Regions from separate parts of the Mus musculus genome. Here regions 1, 3, 4 and 5 are each linked to region 2. The links are chromatin contacts, called in public promoter capture Hi-C maps. All regions are on one chromosome and are shown on one strand. The core of a region is the stretch at or near the end of the contact, and the rest is flanking DNA. Distances in the headings are between cores, read along the strand shown.

Region 1 (2,913 bases), core at 60-2,559, 1.1 Mb after region 2:
AGACCAGGCTGGCCTTAAACTCAGAGAGATCTTCCTGCTTCTACCTTTTTGCTAGGATTAAGAGTGTGCATCACCACACCTGGCTTTCTTTGAGGGTTTTTAAGACAGAGAAAAAGAAATTGATTAAAATGTACAAGAATTTTGGTAATTCTCAAGAATGCTGGAACTTTTATATTACATATATAACTTATTTTAAAATAAAACAAGTTTGTAATAATGTTTTTAAATAGTTTAATAATAAAAATGTATTTATTAGGGCAGATAAAATTGTTCAGTTATTAACGGTGCTTGCCCTGCAAGCCTGGTGATCTGAACCCAAGTGAAGGTGGATAAAGAAAACCAATTCCACGAAATTGTCCTCTGCCCTCTACACATACAGCAGACACGCAGTAACACTCATAAAACTCCAAGTGCGCCTGCTTGTTAGAGTTTTAAATTAAAGAAAGACTCTAAGCTTTAAGATAGTGCCTGTGATTTCTGTGTAATCATCGTTCATTACATTGAAACAACATTTCAGTATATACAGTAGCAGTAGATTCTCTTGCATGGTGGCTTTTTATGTTATCACCGTCTATGGCCATACTGCTTGGCATCAGCTGTGCATGAAGCAGCACTCAAAGCTAGCACTAAGTCTCTCGGTCTCCTGTCCTAACTACTTAGATGAACCCATTTCATACAAATATTTCTGAATATTTTGAATCTTTATACTAATTATAGGTCAATTATTAAGAGGTAAATGAATATGATCTAAAATGTTTATGTTCAAGGTACAAATACTCAGTTCTTTTGACGGGATTGAGAGAAGTAGTGTCAGTTGCTATTATTTTTAGTAAATATATTTCCACATGGCTTTGCATGATGATTAAATATTAAATTGCTGTAGATATTTACATTTATATGTATATGTAACAAGTTGCCTTTTGCTTTAAGAATAGCCTAATTTGATTCTTTTTTAGAAGTAAAATAACTAATCCATGTGAAGAAATATTGCTAAGAAATATTTTTACTTTTCAGGTGCTATGTTAAGTAAAAGATTGTGTTTAAATATGTACATTTTTATTAGGTAACCTGTATCTCAAATTAGTATTTACATTGTTCTCTAACATTTTACCTTAACTATCACGTTAATATCTGTTTTATAGATTCTTTCTTTCTTTCATTCTGGGAAAAGTATTTTCAGTTTTTGAAAGAAGAAAGCATTAATGTTGAGACTGTTTGATCACACTTTTCAGTAAGAGAATTGGGCTGTCTGGAAACTGCAAGCTCATTGTATCATGTGATTCTCATCCCACAAAAGCTCGAGATGAGAAGGTCCTTTGACTAAGTGCAGTTCCTGTGTGAGATGCACTGCAGTGTGCAGTGCTTCTGTCTCCTACTAAGGACAGAACTGTTAGAGATATGGAGTATAGACACCTACCTTTGCTGCCTCACAGTCAGTACAAATATCACGGAAATGTATGTGAAGGCTGTGTCCATAAGACAGAATGTGGTTGTGAAGTTATTAGGCAGTTGTTGGCAAATTTGGTAGATGTTAAAAAGAAATATAGTGCAAAGCTATATAAATGCAGTTAGCTGTCAAATAGATAATGCACTTCTTTATAATTTAAAAAGGGTCTGGCCTGTAGGCCTAAATGACTTGGTGTAATTCTGGGTAACTGAGATTAGAAGAGAACCCCTTTATACAATATGTTTTGTATAATAGGTTAAAGAAAAACGAGGAAGGGGTTTTGTTTAAAATACATAGATATGGTGACTTTCAATGGATATAGTGTGGTTTTAAAGTATTATATTTTAGTTTTTTATGCCTTAGATGTTGATAGTTTACTAGTTAATATTTGTGGACAGTTTTTACAAAACCAGGGCAAATAAAGCCAGGTGAAAGCAAGGAATAGTGTGTTAGAATTCTGTGTAGAGGTTTATTCCCCTAAATTAAAGTACTGAGATCATAGCAAACATTTAACATGAGATTAGGTCAGCGTATTCACAGCTGCTTTTTTATTTAATGTAGCTATAATCTGTCTGATTTATTTTTTAGGTGCTGAGGGTCTAAATGGCGGAGAGGAGTCCTTAAACATGAATGATGCAGATGAAGGATTTTCATCAGGGGCTTCTCTTAGCAGCCAACCACATGGGACCAAACCACCCTCCTCTTCTCAGCGGGGAAGCTTGCGGAAAGTAGCAACTGGGCGTTCCGCCAAAGACAAAGAAACAGCATTAGCCATCAAATCCAATGAGAGCCCTCGAGATTCAGTAGTTGGAAAGCAGTTTGTACAACAACAAGCAGATCTCAGCATAGATTCAGTTGAGCTGACACCGATGAAGAAACACTTGAGCCTGCCTGCAGGCCAGGTGGTGCCAAAAACCAATAGTCTGAGTCTAATCCGGACAGCCAGTGCTTCCTCAAGTAAATCTTTTGACTATGTAAATGGCGGTCAAGCAAGTACCAGCATTGGGGTTGGCACTGAGGGAGTTACTAATCTAGCAGCTACAAATGCTAATCGATATTCAACTATCAGTCTACAAGAAGACCGGCTAGGTCACGCTGGTGAAGGTAAAGAGCTCCTCAGCCCAGGAGCCCCCTTAACCAAGCAGTCTCGATCCCCAAGTTTCAATATGCAGCTAATATCCCAGGTGTAGTTCTGATGCCCCTTGTTCTGCTAACCTTCTACACTGAACATTTCATTGTGCAAGACACGTCATCCCGCATTGTGAAAAGATGTCACTGTCATCAGATTTGACTTAGCTTAGGTATCTCATACTGTATTTTGTATGGAAACAGCAATAAGGTTTTCCTTTCCTTTCTTTTAACCTCTCTACCTATTCCCTTAAATGTGTTTGTGAAGCAGTGTAAAACGTTTGCCTTTTCCATGCCTTCCTTTCTCCTTGGGTGATGTGCAATCCATCGTAGGCTGA
Region 2 (3,069 bases), core at 166-2,665:
AATAAGTCTTTGAGTCAGAGTGAGCAGGGACTGAGAGAGCAGGGTTGACTGGAGTGAGCGGAGCTGACTGGAGCAAGCAGAGATCCTAAATTCAATTCCCAACAACCACATGAAGGCTTGCAACCATCTGCAACATCTACAGTGTACTCATATACATAAAATAAATAAATAAATCTTAAAAAAAAAACCCTAAAACAGTCTTACATAAACACCGTTGAAACATTTTAATTTTGTATATGCAGTGAAATAGGGATTTAAATTCTTTCTCCTTTCGCATGTGAATGTTCAGTATTTTCATTAGTAATTATATTGTACCTACTAATTTTTAATTTTGTATGGGTGTTTTTGTCTGAATGTGTTTATGAACCGCATTCAGGCTTTGGCTTGGTGCTGAAAAAAGTATCTGATTCTTGGGACTAGAGTTACAGGCAGTTTTGAATGCATGCATGGGTGCTGGGACTCAGACTTGAGTCCTCTGGAAGAGTAGCCAGTGCTCTTTGACTACTGGGTCATTTATAGTTGGCTCATTACTATTTACAGAAAAGATTATTTTACTAATGTCTTGTTCTGTGAAGGGTTTTTGATTTAAGTTTTCATTTTTCCCCCTTTACTTATTATAACCTTAATCCTCCTTGAATGCTTGTGCAAGGTCACTGTATTCAAAGGAAGCAGTTTAGGTCTTTCTATGACACAAGGCAACTAGTTTATGCGTTGGAAGGCGCTCCTGCCTACAACTTCAAAACTTTCAGTAGCATTTTAGTTGTCTGTAGCCACCAAGACTTTGTTCTAGCTGGGGGTGTGGTGGCACTTGGGAGGCAGAGGCAAGAGGATCTCTACGAGTTGGAGGCCAGTCTGGTTGACATTGCAATGTTCTATAATAGCCAAGGCTATTAGTGAGACCCTGCCTCAAAACACAAGAACAAAAGATGTGTCCTGAAGGGTCGTCTTTTTGTGCCCCCTCATCTCCCCCGCCCCCAACAGGGTTCTATGTCCTGTCCTGGAACTCACTTTGTAGATGAAGATGGCCACGAACTCACAGAGATCCGGTAGCCTCTGCCTCTATCACCCGGAGTCACGAATGTGGCAACAGCAAGCATGAGGGGCCTATAAAAATACTATACGGGTAATTCACTATATTCAGTGAGGGTTGGTCCGGGCCTCAGAAGCGCGCAAGTCGTCCCACCGGGAGGAGCCTAAGCAGTCAGTTTGACCCCAGACATTCGGCCTGCAGGCAAAGCGCTGGTCTCCCTGAGGGCTGCGGCAGCGGGCCTGATTCTCCCTCCCTCCGAAGTCCTAGCAGTTCTCTTGCTCCAGGCAAGTAGTTTACAACCTGGAGGATTTTAGCCCCCGGCCTTCCTTACGGCGTTTTCCCGCTTCCTTTTCCCGTCTTCGCTAACTCGCCTCTGCGCGCAGCGGAAGTGACGCAAGACGTAGAGGAAGTCCCTGCAGCCGCGGTGTTGTGCTGTAGAGAAGGGACGGATTTGTAAACCTCAGAGTGAGGTTCTGCCTGCCGGAGGCCGCAGTGGTGCGGAGACCCCCGGGTGAATCCACGTCACCATGTCTGACCAGGTACCGGGCCGGGGCCTTAGGGCTCAGGGCCGTCGGCCGCGGGCTGGGGCCCTGGACTGAGGCGCGGGGGAGGGGGCGGCTGGAGAAGGGGGCTGCCCGTGGGGAGGGGGCCGCGAGGGACGCGGGGCGCCTGGCGGAGTCGGGCCAGGCCGCCTGGGACCCCGGGGCTCTGGGTTCCACGCGCCCTCCGCGCCCCTCTCCGAGGCCCCTACCCCCGCGCCACCCGGCGCCGGGGCTCTCTCGACGGCGCCCAGGTTTCTCGCGGGCTCGCAGGGGGCCCAGGCCCGCTCCCTTGTCCCCGAGAGCAAGCTGAGGGGAAAACGACCGTTTCCCTTCGGACGACGGATGGCAGAAACCAGGCCCTAGGCCCAGTTATGTAACGGGAGGGAAATCCCCGACTGGGAGGCTAGGTGGCCCTGAAAAGCAGCTCGACTCCACTTTGGGTTCTTGGTCCCGGAGAGTGGGGGGCGGCCGGGGAGCCGTGTCTGAGGTGACTGGGAGCCCAGAGGACGCTGCTTTTCCGTTGTGTTTGCCTGGAGGGTCCGTCCATCTCTGCACACCTCAGTCTTTTTTTTTTTTTTTTCCTTCCGGGGGTGCGGAACGGTCCGCTCTTTCGCTGTACTTTCCATTTCTTACTCGGGATTGGTCCATCAACTCTCCAGTTCTCAGAGCGCTCAGAATAACCGAGAAACAGCAAACTGTGTATGGAGTGCCACCACCAACAAGCCATTTCGTCTGGGCTTTAACCAGCAGATGCTTGGCACTTTAAAAAAAAATATAGCACGTTTTTTGTTCTTTGATAATCAGATGACGCATTTAGATTATATGCACCCCCAAACCTCTCTTCCAGAAGTTTCTGAACTAATTTTCGAAGAAATAGAGAAAAAAAAAGTTATCCGTGTTGTACAATTGCAGAATATTTGCAGAAAGCTGTCAATTAGTAGTAAAACAGTGTGTCTCGGTTTTGGAATCAAGGATTTGCATGGTATTTGCCTTCAAATAGGAGTGACTCCTTGCCACCTAAATTTTTCTTCATCCTATTTTAGTTACTACCTTTGTGGCTAGTTTTTATATACATAAGGTTTTGGTCTGACTTTGCTTTGGTTTGCTCAGATGACTTAATTTTCAGAGTATTTTTTTTTTAACTTTTTCTTCTTTTGTGATAATTATTCAGTAAACTTTTTCATTCAACTTCACAATGTAGTTGGACTTTTTTAAAAAAAAAATTTGTTGTTGTTGTTTGAGACACGGATTTTCTGTGTAGCCTTGGCTTTCTAGGAACACTCTGTAGACCAGGCTGGCCTCCAATTTATAGAGATCGGCCTGTTTCTGTCTCCTGAGTGCTGGGATAAAAGGCTTGTGCCACCACAGACTGGCCAGGGTGGTTCTATTTTTATAGCCTATCTACACTGTAGACTAATTGTGGCATGGATTTACTTATTAATAATCTGAATTAATCCTCTTTTGGGATAGAAATGACTTTATGAATAATTTGTTTAT
Region 3 (2,834 bases), core at 8-2,507, 1.2 Mb after region 2:
ATGTTTTCAGACTCTGAGAATTACTGCCGAATAAGCTCACCCTTTCTAGTTCTTTCTGAGCTTGCGCTGGCTGGCTGGTTCAACTCAGCTGTTCTGGCTCAAACTCCTCTCCAAGCTGCCTGATTCATCTGGCTTCTCTCTCAGCCTCTGACTGAATGGTTCTGCATGGCCTCAAACTAAGCCTGACAATCCTCTCTAATCTTCTGGCTGCTTCTTGTTCTTTGGCTCAGTCTGTCTTCACTTATGCATAGCTTGTTTTCTCTATCTGCATCCTCTCTATATATAACTGTCCCAGTAAAAACTGCCCCCAGTCTCTCTCTGCACTACCCCTTAAGTAGCCCATCTTTTCTCCCTGTTCTGGAGAGAGCTGGGCATATCCTATTCTGTCAAATCTTTCTCTGATTCCTCACTTTGTCTGCCATTCAATTAGACATCACTTTCAAACATGGATGCTTCCTTCTACAAACTAATTTTACCTTCATTGTTTGAGATTAAAGATGTGTGCTAAGGGCACACCACAACTAGAAAGGTTCCTCCCACCCACCATCGGTAAATAACACAATCTCGGGGGTTCACAGTGTGACCAAACATCCTGTAACAAGCTACCAACGAGACTGATGTAACTTGTGGCTTTCTTGTTATACAATAAACTTCTATTGTGAGATGACACGACCACGTCCCGGTGTTTTTCTCGGACAATGTGCTCACAGTACAGACACATTTAAAGCATTATTTGAATGGGCTGGAGCTGCCGTACAATGGAGAGATGGGAATATCCATTGTCAATCTACATGATCTTTAGCCCTCTGAACAGCCACTTGCTATTTTTCAATTACACGAGAGCTCTCTTTGCACTTGCGTGTGGTTTTTCTTTCATTTACGCATGGCTCAAGACCTTTTCCAGAATAATCAAGGGCCGCGTGGCATAGCCTTTATTCCTGGAGTCAGCACCCTCACCCCTCCTGCAGCAAGGCAGTTTTCATCTGCAACCTCTCCTTCTATATTCATGTTCCCCCGGCCCTCTGCAGTCACCACAGCCAGCCCGATGTGCACCTCCAGCGAGAAGAACAGACAGCCCCCGCGAGCCCTTCAGTGGTTCACAACTCACCAGTCGCAGAAGCTCTTTCAGTGTATCACTTCCGCTCTGCTCTGAAGCTCCTGGCTTTGTGGAAAGAGTTGGGCAGAAGTGGTCCTGTGCGTTCTGCTTCCGACTCCAGGCCGCTGTGTGAAGTTGGGCGGAAGTTGTCCTGTGCGTTCTGCTTCCGACTCCAGGCCGCTGTGTGAAGTTGGGCGGAATTGGTCCTGTGCGTTCTGCTTCCCACTCCAGGCCGCTGTATGAAGTTGCTGGGCGACAGCGGGTTCTGCTTCTTAGTGAGGTTGTGGGTAGAGCTCTCAGGGGCCGAGGGGTGAGGTGCGTGGTCCTCCGAGTCCTAGTCGGTGTGATGAGGAGAGACTGACGGGAGAGTAGGGCGTCCCCTGCGGAGGGCTCCGGGCTTCACTTCTGTGGCGCACAGACACGCCTTTGGAACCCGCAGGCATGCCGGCCCTTGTAGTTGAGGCTTTTCCGTTCCCGCAGCAGTGGTGCTGAGCGCAGTGGGTGAGTGTGGGGGAAAGGCTTTTATCCTTTTCTCCGTGCACTCAAACGCCTGCTGCGCCCCACGTTGGTGCAAATTTATTTCTTGGGATCCTCGTGGTGAACTCTCGGGCTGGAGATGGTATTCCTGGGACTTTTAAATACGATTGATAAGTTAGCAAGATGTGGCGTTTGGGAAAAAACAAAACAAAAGTGTGAAGTATAGAAATGTATTGTACAGACGTCTTAAGTAAAGTAGGTGTCCCGGGTAAAGGGAGCTCCAAGTGCCTATCTAGAGCACTAGACCTGGAGGTGGGGCTATGCCTCCCTTGCAGAAAGCCTTGAAGAAAATGAGTAAAGTAAGTGCGCACTGGGGTGGCTTGTTGCATTGGGTAGGATCAACACTTTTATGATAGGATTTTCATTTAGAGGATGCTAGTCTAAGCTTTTCGTTGTAAATCTACCATAAAGATGAACAAGTATGGTGGGAACTTGATAGGGTAAAGTGAACTAATTCCTCTCTCTTGTAGGAGATTTGAAAAATTAAACAGTGCTTCCTAGAACCATCAAGAAGGAAAATGGTGAGTATGTATCATAGAATTATTCTAACTGGGTGGTTGGTTGCTTGTTTCTAACCCCTTTGGGTTCCCTGGAGCTGGAGACACAAGCAGATGTGGGTGCTGGGAACTGAACAGGCCCTGCTGCAAAAGCAACAAGTCCTGGTACCTGCCAAGCCTGCCCTCTCAGCCGCCCATTACATGGTTTTTAATTTGTGTGTGTGTGTGTGTGTGTGTGTGTGTGTGTGTGTTTTGGTTTTTTGAGACAGGGTTTCTCTGTGTAGCCCTTGCTGTCGTGGAACTCACTCTGTAGACCAGGCTGGCCTCAAACTCAGAAATCCGCCTGTCTCTGCCTCCCAAGTGCTAGGATTAAAGGCATGTGCCTCCACGACTGGCTGTTTTTTAATTTTTAATGAATATTTTTTTGGAGGAAGTCAGACAGGATAGTGAGTGTGTAGCTCAGTGGCAGAGTGCGTTCCTAGGATAAGGAAGGAGAGGGGAAGGGAGGGGATGTGGCGAGGGAGAGACTGTGTGTACCAGTATAGAGGGAACAAAGTAGAATAAACAAGTGGACATGATCATTACAACGTTACCCTGCTGGTGTGGTCCCAGCACTCAGGAGGTAACCTTGCTCCCAGCCTCTATAGGCCGTCGCAGTCTCAGACCTTTCATTAAAAGACACAAAAGGAAATAAACGAGCAAAC
Region 4 (3,212 bases), core at 210-2,709, 1.7 Mb after region 2:
CTCTTCAGAAAGTGAACACATTCACGTTTTTAGCTCTTGGAGTGAAGTCCTACCAACCAGTGAGGGACTCTCCATTCAAGCTTCATTCATTTCAACTCAACGTTGCCCTGCCTCTACTCTGAGGTAGCCATTATCCTCTGTAACTATTTTGATTGGTGTCTGTTTTGACCCCCACCCCCGCCCCAAAGAGGAGGAAGAGGAGGCAGCCATGGGCTTTCTACAGTCCATGATCTAAGAATACATACTACATATTTTAATGTTACAAAAAAAAAAGAAATCTCATTTTGAAGAATATTTCCTGACTCATGCAATAAGAAAATTTACTTTCACTGCCCATATAAAGCTGAAATACAGCACTGCTCAATTCAGTTTCTTTCATTGTCTATGTCTACTTTCACACCACACTAGGAAAGCTGATCGATCAGCTATGCTTAAAATGCAGAATTTTTTTTTTCCCAGATAAGATAGGTGAGGCAAATGCCTACATGTGTCTACGTGGGCATTTGGAGAGAGGACTACTGTTAGGGAAATACTACTTTGAATTGGCTAGCGTCATCCCATGGGTTGGGACTCTATGCTCCCTGCTGTTAGGAACTGATACCTTTGAAACTCAGGGCCAAAATAAACCCTCACTCCTTTAAGTTGTGTGTGTCAGGTCTTTTGGTTACAGTGATTAAAAATACTAAAATGTAAACTATTGACACTGTCTTGGCCAGCGCTCCATTCTCAGAGCCTGGTCTCTATCCTGTGAGAAATCACGGCAGCTTGAACAAACCTTCCCTGTCTCCCAAGACTTTTTAGCTGAAGGGCAGGCTGCCATACTTCTGGCTGGCTTCTTTCCTAAGACCTGTAAAAGAGGACTTTAGAATCTAGTAAGGAGCGAAGTGCCCGGAAAACAGGACTGTTTCACTCATCTTGAAATACATAGCCCTATACAGTTGGAAGATTTAAGTGTTATGGGGGTTTTATTAAGAAGAAATTAAATAGTTCTACAAGCGACTTAATACAGTGCTGGGTGTGCAAGAATGTTGAATGGAGGGTTGTCCTCCCTCCTCGGTTTTCCTTCCTGTAACAAGAATAAAACTACCATCTTAATTCTGATGTATGAAATTTCCAAAGATTTAATAAATATTTTTAGAAACCAACCACCATCTTTTACAGGTATAAAGTGTGCCTTGTGGAAAAGCTTTGCACGCCACAAACTATGCAAATGGGTAGATCCAAGTTCTAATATGTTAATGGAGTAGCTTCCCCTGGGGCTGGAAAACATCCTGTTCCACCAGAGGGGCCTAGACTCCGGGAAAATTCAGGAACGTTCTTGGGGCGTGGCCACCGCCGTCCCGTGGGCGGGGCGGGTCCGGGGCGAGGCCTCCCTTTTGGCGCACTGCACGTTGGGACCGCACGGGGGCGCCGCGGGTTGCTCCGCTCTACCAATCGTGGAGCATCCGAGTAGGCGACGGCTTACTTCCGCGTCCGGGCCCGGCTGCGTTGGGCGGCTGCGCCCAGGGACTGGCGGCCGCAGGTCAGTAAGCAGTCGCCGCTCCGCCCGCCGGTGTGGAGGAACCGGGCTCCGGGTGGGTGGCGGGCCCCGAAGCCTTGCGGGGCATCCTGAGGGAGGCCCCGGCCGGCCTCTCTGATGAAACGGGCGCTTTGGGTACCAGGCTTCGTTGTAGACCGAATTGGGGTCCGCTGGCCCAGGAAGACTTTGGCGGGGCCTGGTGATTCCCCATCTTTCCCGGTTTTGTCCAGCCGTGGCGAAGGGGCGTGAGCCCCATGAGCTGTGTTTCTCAAAAGTGTAGTCGGCGCCCGTCCCCACCTCTCAGACTTTGTGAATCAGACCCTGATGTGGCCGGGAGTCTGCCTTTTCAGCAGACATCCTCGACGGTTTGGTGCATCGTGCGGGAACCCTGCCTTCTCACAACAGAGTCCTCAGTGGGTGCATCGAGGAGTGTCATCACGGGGCCTGGCCTTGGGCTGCGGTCCCCAAATGGCAGCTGATAGTCAGTGAAGGGCCTAAACCAGGTGGAAGTTGTGTTAAAGGGATGGTCTGTGGGAGCATCCGTGAGAACCTGAAGCTGGCCCTTCTGGTTCACCTGGCTGCCCTGGGTTGTGACAGGCTCCACTGCTTATTATCAGGCAAGTCTGTGTAGACACCACACACATCAGTGAATTTTTTGCCCCTAGTGTTCTGTGTTAGTAGGGACAGTAAAATTTGTATGATAAAGTTTTTCTATGAATTAGGTAATGTTTCTTCACAGTGTCAGATACACAATAAGCATTCAGTAAATGGAGATTACTAAGAATGGCAGTGCCTTTGCTTTTATTGGGCTTATGGACAAAATAAAAATTAAAAAAAAATAGAGATTTAAACACATGGTGTAAGATCTGTATGAGAGTTTGTTGTGCAGGGGTACCAATTCCGCGCAGAAAGATCTTGCAAGAGATGAATCTTTATGTACGAACATGAGAAAATTCTAGAGAGCAGGTGTCTGTGAACAGTGTGAACCAGTTGGTTGCTCTGCTTCATGATTGGTTAGAGTGCTACTTCCAGGACTTTAAGGCAGCAGGAGGTCACGCCAGTAAGTGTTTTTGGAGGCCTGGACCTTGTTGGGTTCCTAATGAATTTTGTCTATTGTCCTTTTCTCAGATTCATAATGGCATATGGTGAAGTTGGTGTCTGTGGGGAAGGATTTTAGTTGATCATTTAGTAACACTGAATTGGCATGGATTCAGTTGAGTTTAGCAGTAAGTTTTTCACTTACTATGAAAGTGTAGAAGCTGCAGATTTCCAGGGGTGAGGATCTTAAACTTTGTCTTTTAGCCCGTTTCAGATTCCATAGAGAGCTCTTCCCCACAACCTTGTCCGTTTTAAAGCGAAGGAGCTGGATGACAGACAGGGTGTGACCTAAGGATCTAGAGCAGTCTGTAGAAATAGAATTCAGTTTTGGACATTTTATTTGTTTTTGTGTACATGGGTGTTTTGCCTGCCTTGTTTCTGTGTGCTGTAGATGGGCAGTGCCCCTAGAGACTGGAAGAGGTTATCAGATCACCGGAGTCACAGACTATCATTGTAAGGCATATGGTACTGAGAATTAAACCTGGGTCTTTTGTAAAAATAGCCATGTTTTCTTAACCACTTAGCCATCTCTCTAGCCCTTGGCATAAATAGAATTCTGATCTCAGTTAATGATATATTACTTAATTATATAGTT
Region 5 (3,025 bases), core at 65-2,564, 1.1 Mb after region 2:
CCAGGGAAACTTTGAACTCTTACTCCTTCTGTCTCTGTCTCCCAACTGCCAGGAGTACAAGCCTGTGCATCATGCTGGGCTCCTATTTTTAAGAGTATTTCTTTAAAGTCATGTGTGGTGTGTGTGTGTGTGTGGATGTTCATGCAGAGGTCAGAGGGCAACCTAATCCAACTGGTTCTCTCCTCTTCCACAGAATGAGCGAGTTCTACTGCACTGAGGGCTCAACAACAGGAAATTATTTCACCTTTAGAACTGTCCGTTTAAGAACAGAAAAAAAAAAGGATTCAACCATGAATGAACACATAATTATGGAAAATTTAAATGCTATCTGCCTATGTCAGAAGTGAACTCAAAAGTTTGGTGATGATCAACCTTCACTAACGATGGCTTGTTCTATCTAGCACTGGGGAAATGTTGACTTGCTTTCCCTAAGGAAGAAGAATGTTACATCCATTACATATAATTTTACAGTTTATCAGGGATTTTCAAGGGTGTATCTCAAATTTCCCTCATTTAAAAACTGAGATGACCATTAAAATATGGGAAAATACAAATGAACTGCTATTACTTTAGTATCCAATCCTTAATCCTAGGATTATGCAGTAGTCTTGATTTTGTGACTTGCTCTTTTTCACTTAAGCACTGTGTCGTAAACACTTATATTTGGGAAACCGTACTTAAAATACAAGCTTGTGAAGCAACCGTTGCAATTATTTCTTCTAGTTTTAAGTATTTTCGGGTCTGAGCTGTTCTTTACCCTATTCAAATACAACCCAAAAAGCCAGGAGGCGAGGAGTACATTGCATCTGGTAGCGGCGGTTTAAAACATCTCTGGGATTTAACAACCATCGTAATTCTCAAGACATCCTTCATCCGCCTCAACACAGCCCAGCAAGAACCTTGCAGCGGCGCTCCCTAGCTAGATCCCGGATCTTCTCCCGGTCTTATCGGATCCCTTCAGCCCTCTCCACTTCTGCATTCCCTGGATAAAGTTTAGATTATGCGTAATCCAGAAGTCTCCCACCAGCTCCCTAAATTACCTGACAGCAATCTGACCTCCCGGGACACTCAATATTCAACCTTACAGCCGGAGACAACCGGAAACGGACGTTGTTTCCTCTAGTTTCTTACGACAGGAAAATGGGGGAGATGGTAAACGTTCCGGTACTGGCGCAAGGCTCCCAGACAACGTAGAGATGACATGAAGGAGCCTGGAAGTAGAGATTATTTCCCACACTTTGCAGCTGGAGTCTGCTTGAGGTAGAAGATATTGAGGAGAAGGACGATAAAGCCGTGTTTGTCTTGCTCCAGGACGGAATCTTTAGGCGGAGCACCGAGAGGCGGGCCAAAGTCATAGCGCAGCCAATGAGAGCGGTTGTTATTAAGCGCGTGGGCCCACTCAATGAGAAGGCTGGTTGTTATGCTGCAGTTGGCAGGCTGCTGCGGGAGGCGGTGGCGGTGGCGGTGGCGGTAGGAAGCCTGAGGCTGCGGGGTGACAGGTAGGCGGCGGTGCTGTCTTGGGGGGGTTGCGGGGGGGGGGGCGCACGGTGCCGGGTGAAGAGGAATTTCTCCTCCGGCTTCGGACGCCGTAGTCGGGAGCTGACGAAGGTGAAGTGGGAAGGCAGCAGGACTGTTGGATCCGAAGCCCTGCAGACCTGGGAGCAAGCTCGGGAGGGTCGTGAGGAGAAGGCGTCTGCCGAGGCGGCTTGGGGATGAGTGTTGTGGGGCAACTTGGGGCCCTAGCAAGGGCGTTAGGGTGTCGGTGGCGCGGGCTGAGGCGGGAAGGAGGCGGGAGCAAGACACAGGTAGTGAGGGCTGAAGGGATGTCTTGCAAGAAGCCTCAGGTAAGAGAAGGACGTGGTATTGCAGACACCTGCGTGAAATCCTAGGTGTTCTTAGGGCCGTTTGCTGGGATGGGGAGAGGTGCGGAGAAGAAAGATATTTATTGGTGGTCAGCTCTAGAAATTGGTGGTTGTACATTATGTAACCCATGGCAGTTATTTTTCCAAGTAACTCGACTGACCCTGGTAGAAGAAGAGCTCTGCAACCCATTGATGTATCTGAGCACTTTGTTCTTGTTGGCTCCAGCGTTCTCTCTACCGAGGCAGGGTCTGTAGGAGGAGGACAGCGTGAAGGCAAGAGTAGTCACGAAGCGCTTATCCCAAATATGGACTTTGGTTGCGAGACAACACGATGTTAGCTTTAGAGGAATGTTGTCAGATTCGTGTTTTGTAGTACAGGAATTTGCTTTGCGGCTTTAACCTTCAGAAAAGTGGAGAGCCTTTTAAATCTATAGACGAAGATAAATGTAGATTAGAAAATGAACAGTAAATTGGTAGACAACTCGCCCCCAGTGTTAAGGACTGTGAAAATAAGTTGGGAATCTTAGCAGAGGAGTGTCAACTTTTAAGTGATTTCCCTTGTTAAGTCTAGGAAGCTAGTTGTGAGTTATGCCTTAGGCTTAAAAAAATAAGTTCGTTGAATGTCATGGACATAGATAAAATTTATGTACAAATTTAAAACTATTTTGTTTTGAAAAGTCTTTTAAATCCACGGTTTGAATGGTGAAATACAGTCCTAAACAAATCCCTGTCGGCGAATATTGTGGAAGGGCACTTTTATAACTCATTGGAAAAATATCTTTAAAAAGTAGCACTATAAATTATTAAAATGTAAGAGGCCTGAGATGCTGCCGTCAAGTTAGACGATGAGGACAAATGTATCCAGGAAGTATATTGTCTTTCTGGGCTTGTTATTTAACTACATGTTAGAAAAACTTTCTAAGATGTAATCTTTTTCTACTATTGATCATTTATACATAAATATTTATACATATACATAACATAAACATACATATACATAAACATTTATGCATATACATATAAAGCTAGAATTTTTCTCTCAAAATATTGTTTGAGTAGAAATGGGTCATTAGTATTTGTTTTGAAATGTCCAGCACACTGAGGTATTTGTCAGTGCTTTAAATAAAAAAATTTAAATGATACTGGTGTTTTATTGCTTGTCT

What was found. Promoter capture Hi-C pulls out the DNA fragments that hold promoters and counts their contacts.
Region 1: a promoter capture Hi-C map of the HPC-7 cell line shows a contact between it and region 2, with 4 times the contacts expected there. The contact joins the enhancer-like site here to the promoter of Sumo1 in region 2. A contact is called at or near these places in 9 of 39 promoter capture datasets (the 3T3-L1 cell line, the C10 cell line, the HPC-7 cell line and 6 more) and 1 of 9 other capture datasets (adipose tissue).
Region 3: a contact with region 2 is called in a promoter capture Hi-C map of liver, with 7 times the contacts expected there. The contact joins the promoter of Ppil3 here to the promoter of Sumo1 in region 2. A contact is called at or near these places in 7 of 39 promoter capture datasets (the C10 cell line, the HPC-7 cell line, cranial neural crest and 3 more), 1 of 484 Hi-C or Micro-C datasets (B cells), 4 of 115 datasets of contacts at active chromatin or transcription factors (astrocytes, bone marrow-derived macrophages, embryonic stem cells and 1 more) and 2 of 9 other capture datasets (liver and pancreatic islet).
Region 4: a promoter capture Hi-C map of pre-B cells shows a contact between it and region 2, with 2.7 times the contacts expected there. The contact joins the promoter of Kctd18 here to the promoter of Sumo1 in region 2. A contact is called at or near these places in 1 of 39 promoter capture datasets (pre-B cells) and 1 of 9 other capture datasets (liver).
Region 5: a promoter capture Hi-C map of pre-B cells shows a contact between it and region 2, with 6 times the contacts expected there. The contact joins the promoter of Ndufb3 here to the promoter of Sumo1 in region 2. A contact is called at or near these places in 11 of 39 promoter capture datasets (the 3T3-L1 cell line, the HPC-7 cell line, frontonasal cranial neural crest and 7 more), 1 of 484 Hi-C or Micro-C datasets (B cells), 1 of 115 datasets of contacts at active chromatin or transcription factors (astrocytes) and 3 of 9 other capture datasets (adipose tissue, liver and pancreatic islet).

The regions. Positions count from the first base shown.
Region 1 is chr1:58,529,382-58,532,294 of GRCm38.p6, reverse strand. Fam126b (family with sequence similarity 126, member B) reads left to right here. Exons shown (of 13, transcript NM_001310598.1): 13 at 2,036-2,913. The coding sequence ends at 2,637. The region is part of intron 2 of Gm15834 (a long non-coding RNA gene); the gene reads right to left. Among named protein-coding and RNA genes, the nearest start is that of Gm15834, 26 kb to the right of the region's middle. Within about 2 kb of position 1,309, at least 3 of the 459 cell types and tissues checked have an H3K27ac peak or open chromatin away from gene starts, as enhancers often do. A contact at or near this core is called in the HPC-7 cell line, where this site is marked.
Region 2 is chr1:59,669,180-59,672,248 of GRCm38.p6, reverse strand. It overlaps Sumo1 (small ubiquitin-like modifier 1), which reads left to right and starts at 1,415. Exons shown (of 5, transcript NM_009460.2): 1 at 1,415-1,569. The coding sequence starts at 1,558.
Region 3 is chr1:58,443,909-58,446,742 of GRCm38.p6, reverse strand. Ppil3 (peptidylprolyl isomerase (cyclophilin)-like 3) reads left to right here and starts at 1,257. Exons shown (of 7, transcript NM_001285827.1): 1 at 1,257-1,597; 2 at 2,104-2,154. The coding sequence starts at 2,152. Nif3l1 (Ngg1 interacting factor 3-like 1 (S. pombe)) reads right to left here and starts at 1,592. Exons shown (of 7, transcript NM_022988.3): 1 at 1,109-1,592.
Region 4 is chr1:57,968,331-57,971,542 of GRCm38.p6, reverse strand. It overlaps Kctd18 (potassium channel tetramerisation domain containing 18), which reads left to right and starts at 1,459. Exons shown (of 7, transcript NM_001159864.1): 1 at 1,459-1,522.
Region 5 is chr1:58,584,686-58,587,710 of GRCm38.p6, reverse strand. It overlaps Ndufb3 (NADH:ubiquinone oxidoreductase subunit B3), which reads right to left and starts at 1,314. Exons shown (of 3, transcript NM_025597.3): 1 at 1,041-1,314. Fam126b (family with sequence similarity 126, member B) reads left to right here and starts at 1,378. Exons shown (of 13, transcript NM_001310598.1): 1 at 1,378-1,499.